2 separate regions of the Mus musculus genome follow, and region 1 is linked to region 2. The links are chromatin contacts, called in public promoter capture Hi-C maps. All regions are on one chromosome and are shown on one strand. The core of a region is the stretch at or near the end of the contact, and the rest is flanking DNA. Distances in the headings are between cores, read along the strand shown.

Region 1 (2,970 bases), core at 337-2,836, 250 kb before region 2:
TGTCTGAAGACAGCTACAGTGCACTTACATAAAATAAATAAGTCTTTTTAAAAATGTGAAATCAATCCAATTATTCACTAACACACAGATGATTAAACAAAACATCATATGTATACAATAAAACACTATTCAGTCTTAAAAAGGGAAAGCCACTGAGATATGTGCTACAATACTGATAAACCTTGAAGACATTATACTAAATGAAATAAGCCAAATATCCGATGTGCTAACCACATGAGTAGTCAGATTTACCGAACCAGGATGGTGGTGTTAGGGGTGGGAAGTTCTGCAGATAATGTGTCTGGAAAATAGAAGTGTTCTGGAGACAGCCTCACCACAGGCTGGGTGTTCTCAGTGCCAAGGAACTGTTAATGGTAAACTTCTGTATCTTTTATCACAATTACTTCTATCAAAGATATAGCAAACAATTGAACAACTGAATAGAACACTTGCTAATCCAAGTCCTTGGTTCCTCACAACTGTTACAACAAGATCCTGCAAACCCCGGGGCTCTAACTAAAACTTGGGGTCTTAGGCTACAGTTACCTATCTTCCCCTTCAATGCCTGTTCAAAGCATAAAAAAGACCTTTGACAAAAGGTTCCCAAGTGGTAACTATAGCTGAGAAGAAACCCTAGCCTAGAGGAACATCCCATCCCTGGAAGCTGTTCCCTGAGGCAGAGGACCAAGGGGTTCTAGGAGGAGGGAGGAGGAGCCATGTGGAAGAGGGGGAGCACAGACAGTAGGGGGCTTGTGGAGGACTACAGACAGGAGGGCTGTTAGGGTGGGACATGAAAGGGCAGAAGGTCAATGGGAAGACGGGAGGATAGTGGGGGGTGGGGGTGGGAGGGGGATGTTACAGGCAGCATGAACATGACCTCTCTGGCTGCCATGGCTGTGGAGGTCAGATACCCACTGGCTTTTATCCCTCAAGTCTTCCTCCCCAGTCTTGTCTTTCTAAAGACAGGGTCTCATATATCCCAGGTTGACCTTGAAATTGCTTCATCGTCATGGTGATCTGGACTTCCTGTGAAGTGGACTTCCCACTCGGGGTTTTAAAAGCAGGGAGGTGATGTAGCTCCATCTGGGCCTTTAGAAAGGTAAGTCTGAGAGACTTACAAAAGGCGTCTGGACGAGAGCTTTTCTCGTGAACCCCTCTGTTGAACCCTCAGGACTGGGAACCATTCTTCCCTTGGACTTGAATGAACTTGTCTTTAGGTCAGGAATGACGTCAGTTGCTAAATGGCCATTGAATGAAATATACAAAGCTGATGGGGTTTCCATCAGCTGCAAGGAAATAGAAATCCTAACGTTTTGGAGATGACATTGCTTACGAGAGTAGGACAGCTCAGAAGCATGGCAGAGTCCTTGGAGAGCCACAGCGGCTGCTGGCTGACACGTGATTCTGTCTCTATCGGAAGTTCCTTGTGTGAACCCCACAGACTCTGCAGTGTGGATTTGCCCACAGATGGTGAAAGGGACACCAGGAAGTGATTGTTCCCATCTAGTTTGAGTATCTCACTTGAGAAGATACCCAGGTGTCCATGCAGCCCTCTCAAGGCCAGGGCAAGGCAGCCAGGCCACTCTGGGGTTGTAATCTGTGAGCAGACAGCTCACAGCAGGCCTCTCCTAAATCATCGAGTTTACGTCTGTGCTGTTTACTACGGACAACGAGCAGATCCACGGATCAATTAATAGGCATTTAGAAGCATTTACTCAGTCCCAACAACAGTTTATGGAAAGTGCATTAGAAAGCAATCAAAGTTATTGCTATTCTAAAGTGCTTGGGGATCCCAGATGAAAGGCCCTCGTAACTGGGAAGTATTTATAACTCAAGAAAGAACCCTCCACACCCATGTTATACAACACCGCCCCCACCCCCTGGCATGCCTGACCTGTCAGCCCAGGCAGCGTGTCTGTTTAAATTACACTGTAAAGTCTATAGGGCGGAGGCCTCGTTTTTTATGGTTTGTAAAGCATCATGAATAACCATGGTACTCTGTAAATAAATAAAAACCACATGAAACGATGAAAATAGATGCCACATCCCCTGTGTGCTTGGGAATTTGTCCCTTGTTTCAGTGTTCTTGGGTTCAGTGGATGTCACTCTGCAAAGAGTGGCCTGGGAGGCTGCACCTGGATTATTTTTGCCCCACTTCATAGAAGTGTGAGCGTGTAGCTTTATTTATCTTTCATTTACAAGAAACATTGATGCTGTCTTACTTTCCAAAGAGCACCGAGAGAATGAATCGTTTCACAAGTCCACAGAGCAAAGCAGAGATGACATAGGCTCGTCCCTGAATTTGATTCTAACCTGTTTTTGATACTAGAGTGGTGGCAACTGTACCTAAGAAACTCCTTCAAGGCTAATACCCAGCTGTCAGGATGGAGCCGTGACTGGCTACAGCCTCTCCTTCAGCCGTGGGATGCCACCATGATGTGGGGGTGGAGCAGTAGCCCCCTGACCTGACTTCCAGGGCTCCCTCCACCCTCCTATCTCCAGCCTAGCTTCTCCTTGCTTTACCGTACAAGTGGGCTGGGTCAGCTCTTAGCTTCTTGAACTACAGGAATTGTCAAGTGAAGGCCATGAGAGTCGACCACAGGGATCTGCCACAAACACCAAACATGGGTTACAGGAAAAGTCAAAAAGAGATTTTTGAAAAAACAGCCATTGCATTTGACATATAGTACTGCCTTATACAGTGAGAGCTCTTTCATGGAAGATAGGCACTAAATCTTATCCTGCATATTCCCACACCACCCCTTGCACATAGTAGCAGCTCTCTAAGCATTTGGGGTTTGCTTTGTGACATGCTCAAAGAGATGGGTAATTATCTCTGAGCCATTAAGAGGAATAAATGAGGAGCATTAGGTCAAAGCCTGTCTTAGAAGCTGGTAGTTTGCCTGGCCACAGTACAAAGCTTAGACTCACAGGTTAAAACCCCAACCAACCCAAGACTCAGTAAACAAA
Region 2 (3,063 bases), core at 506-3,005:
TTTACACAGAGAGCACCAGAGAGCCGCTTTCTAGTTCCCACTTTTACTCTTGCTGAAGGAGATGCTTCAACATCGCAAGCCTTTGCAGTTTTATGTTGCAGAGCAAGGAGAATTTAAATATAACAGACTTGAGTCATACCCAAACACGCTGACTAGATTTGTGACCTCAGACAAGTCACTCAGCCTCTCTGAGGCTCGGGCCCCTTCATTTCTACAACACCACCACTTTGTACTTCCAGGGGTTGGTATAAAGGGTTAACAGAGACTGTGGTGGGGGGAGGCCTGTCATAAGCCTGGCTCTCTTAAGGAAACAGAGTAAACAAGATGAAGGTCCTAGGTTCAAACCAAAAGCTGGCTGTTTTTTAAGAAAGGTATTTAAGGTCCATTCCTAGAATGTCAATATAGAATTCAATGAAACTAAGGTACATTCATATAAAATCCATAAAAAAATCAATTTACTCAAAATATTTTCTCCCAATTATAAAAATAAACATTTGAAATGTGATTCTAAGTCAATAATAAAGGACTCTCTTAAATTGTTACAAAAATCTCTGATCTTTTTATCTTTTTTTTTCCATTTTGCCTTGTTTGATGCAGGGACTCACCATGTAGCCCTGGTTTGCCTAGAAGTGGCTATGCAGACTATGCTGGCCTTGAACTTGGAGTGATCCTCCTGCCTCTGCCTCCTGAGTGCTGAGATGACAAGTTTGTATCATCATATCCAGCTCTTACATCTTTTAATTAGCAAAAGGACAGGATACTAATAGCCTGGGCCTGTAATTCCACCTACCTCAGGAGACCAAGGCAGGAAGGTGGCGAGATCAAAGACAGCCTGGGCTACAAGTGAGTTCAAGGCCAGCCTGGACAACTCAGTGGGACCCTGTCTCAAAATAAAAAATGAAAAAGAGGGCCAGCAAATAGCCTGTGTTTGGCCTTGGCTTTGACCCTCAGTATCAGGGAGAAACAGGGATCTGTGTGCTGTTGCATATCTAGTAGTCATATTTAAAGTGCCTGGCCATCTCAGACACCCAGCACACATTGCAGTGTGAATGCACACAAAGTTCTGAGTGTTGGCTTGAATCAGATAATTGTTTGAAAGTTTGGCCATACGATATTATTCCTCTAGAGGTGTTCAAGGGTGCATGAATGCTCGCTCCGTAAGAGTTTCCCGTAGTGTTGTTGCTCAGACTTTTGTTAATTTCATGATATGATAGATGAAGATCATGTGAAAACAAACATGCATTCTACCTGGAGAGACTGTCCACATAGCAGAATCCCACTCTCTAAACTCTGGGCTGCCACACCCTCAGAGCAAGCAGATTTCTCAGGGAAAGAATTCCTGCTTCAAGGCTGTCTTACTCTGAGTTTCCCTGAGCATGGCTTTTGGTTGCCTTTTTAGCTAATGACCCTGGATTTTAACTAATGAACTCCAGCTGTTCTTATCTTGCTTCCCAGCCCTTCCCATTTAACCTCTGACTCTCTGGTCTCCTGGGCATCCAGATCTTAACCAGGGAAAAATGAGCCCGTGCCAAAGTTCTTAAGTGAGGCCTTGCTTTCAAGGCTGCAAGCTTTTTACCCAGGAGGAAAAAGAAGCAGTCATTGTTGGAAACTGGAAGTCGAACCACCTCCGATGTGTCAAAATCCTTTTGTGGTTTTTTTCATATCATACAAGCAAAGCTTTCAATAAGGGCCAGTCCCATAAAACAAACCGAGGAAGTCCATACAAGAATGCTAACTGTAATTGTGAACATCTGTGTGAGAGGCAGCGCTCAGCGGACACGAAATGCGAGAATGGCCGTGCATATAGAACAACACACACCCGGGGGCTTTGAGTCGGCAGAGAACATCTGTTAGCAAAACCTGCTGCAAAACACGTTTCACTGTGACTGCCAGATGCGGAGTTGGAGAACGTAGCTCTGTGGAAAATAGCAGCAAAGCCCAGTGCGAGCCGTCAGTGAACTCAGGCTCACAAAAGCTGATGCCCAGAGAACTAGGGGAGCCCGCGCCCAGAGAGCCTCTTCTAGTCTGGTGACTCGAACACGTGTGTGTGTGTGTGTGTGTGTGTGTGTGTTCAGAAATACTCTGTCTCATTTGGACCACTAATAAGTACACTAGTGAGTGCAGCTTCCATCTTGTTTAAATGCTTAAAACCATGTGTTCCCCTAGATTGCACCTGATCCCACCAGGACGAGCCCCCACTTACACTGATAGCCTTTGGCCTTTCGACTTAAATGTAAAATGTTTCCCAGGGGCTTCCAAGACTTTTGAAAATGGCATCAAATTGAATTATAAACTCATTTTCAGAATTGTTTTGTAAAGCCTGCTTGGATAACCCAGTCTTCTAAGTTCACTCTAAAACCTGCCTCCATTAGCCACAGCAAGTCTGACTCATTCTGTTTGCAACAGCCTCTATACACTTAATATCTGGATTGTCTGCTCTGTTAAGGCTGAAAACACCGAATAAAGAATGGGGCGTTCTCTGCGCATTTCTCAAACATTCAGCACTATCCTTTCGCATATAGTGTATACTCAGGAAAGAAGGGAAGATAAATAGCTAAGAAAGGAAGGCTGAGGAAGAGTCATATCTTTGAGGTTTTTTTTTTTTTTTTTTTTCCAGAGACGAATAATCCCATCATTCAAACGGCTCTCGTGGGGTGGGGATTTAGTTCAGTTGCTAAGAGTGCTTGCCTAGTGTTGTGGTTTGAAAGAGAAGTATACCCCATAGGCATTGGCATTTGAATATTTGGTTTCCAGTGGGTGTAATTATTTGGGGGCAGAGCAGTTTTGCTGGAGGAACTCTCTCGCTGCAGGCTCGGTTTTAAGAGCGCAAAGCATCGCTCACTTCCTGTTTGTGCACGTGGTTGAAGGTGCCATCTTTTAGCTTCCTGCTCCTGCTGCCAAAGCTGCTGTTTGCTGCTCTGCCTATCCCAACCCCCTGCTGCGATGGACTCTTATCTTTTTGGAACTGTGGACCAGATAAACTCTTTTTCTTCCTTAAGTCAACTTTTGTCGGGGTATTTTAATCACCACACCAGAAAAGTAACAAAAGTCCTTGCAAGCTCG

Evidence for each region. Promoter capture Hi-C pulls out the DNA fragments that hold promoters and counts their contacts.
Region 1: a promoter capture Hi-C map of stem cell-derived epiblast-like cells shows a contact between it and region 2, with 2.7 times the contacts expected there. The contact joins two enhancer-like sites. A contact is called at or near these places in 18 of 39 promoter capture datasets (3T3-L1-derived adipocytes, the C10 cell line, the HPC-7 cell line and 12 more), 1 of 15 datasets of contacts at CTCF or cohesin (large pre-B cells), 2 of 484 Hi-C or Micro-C datasets (bone marrow-derived macrophages and embryonic stem cells), 3 of 115 datasets of contacts at active chromatin or transcription factors (embryonic stem cells and extraembryonic endoderm stem cells) and 5 of 9 other capture datasets (adipose tissue, embryonic stem cells, liver and 2 more).

The regions. Positions count from the first base shown.
Region 1 is chr1:59,519,342-59,522,311 of GRCm38.p6, reverse strand. It overlaps a transcript of Gm973 not described here. Among named protein-coding and RNA genes, the nearest start is that of Gm973, 3.5 kb to the left of the region's middle. Within about 2 kb of position 1,586, at least 27 of the 459 cell types and tissues checked have an H3K27ac peak or open chromatin away from gene starts, as enhancers often do.
Region 2 is chr1:59,268,978-59,272,040 of GRCm38.p6, reverse strand. The region is part of intron 4 of Cdk15 (cyclin-dependent kinase 15); the gene reads right to left. Among named protein-coding and RNA genes, the nearest start is that of Cdk15, 14 kb to the right of the region's middle. Within about 2 kb of position 1,755, at least 62 of the 459 cell types and tissues checked have an H3K27ac peak or open chromatin away from gene starts, as enhancers often do.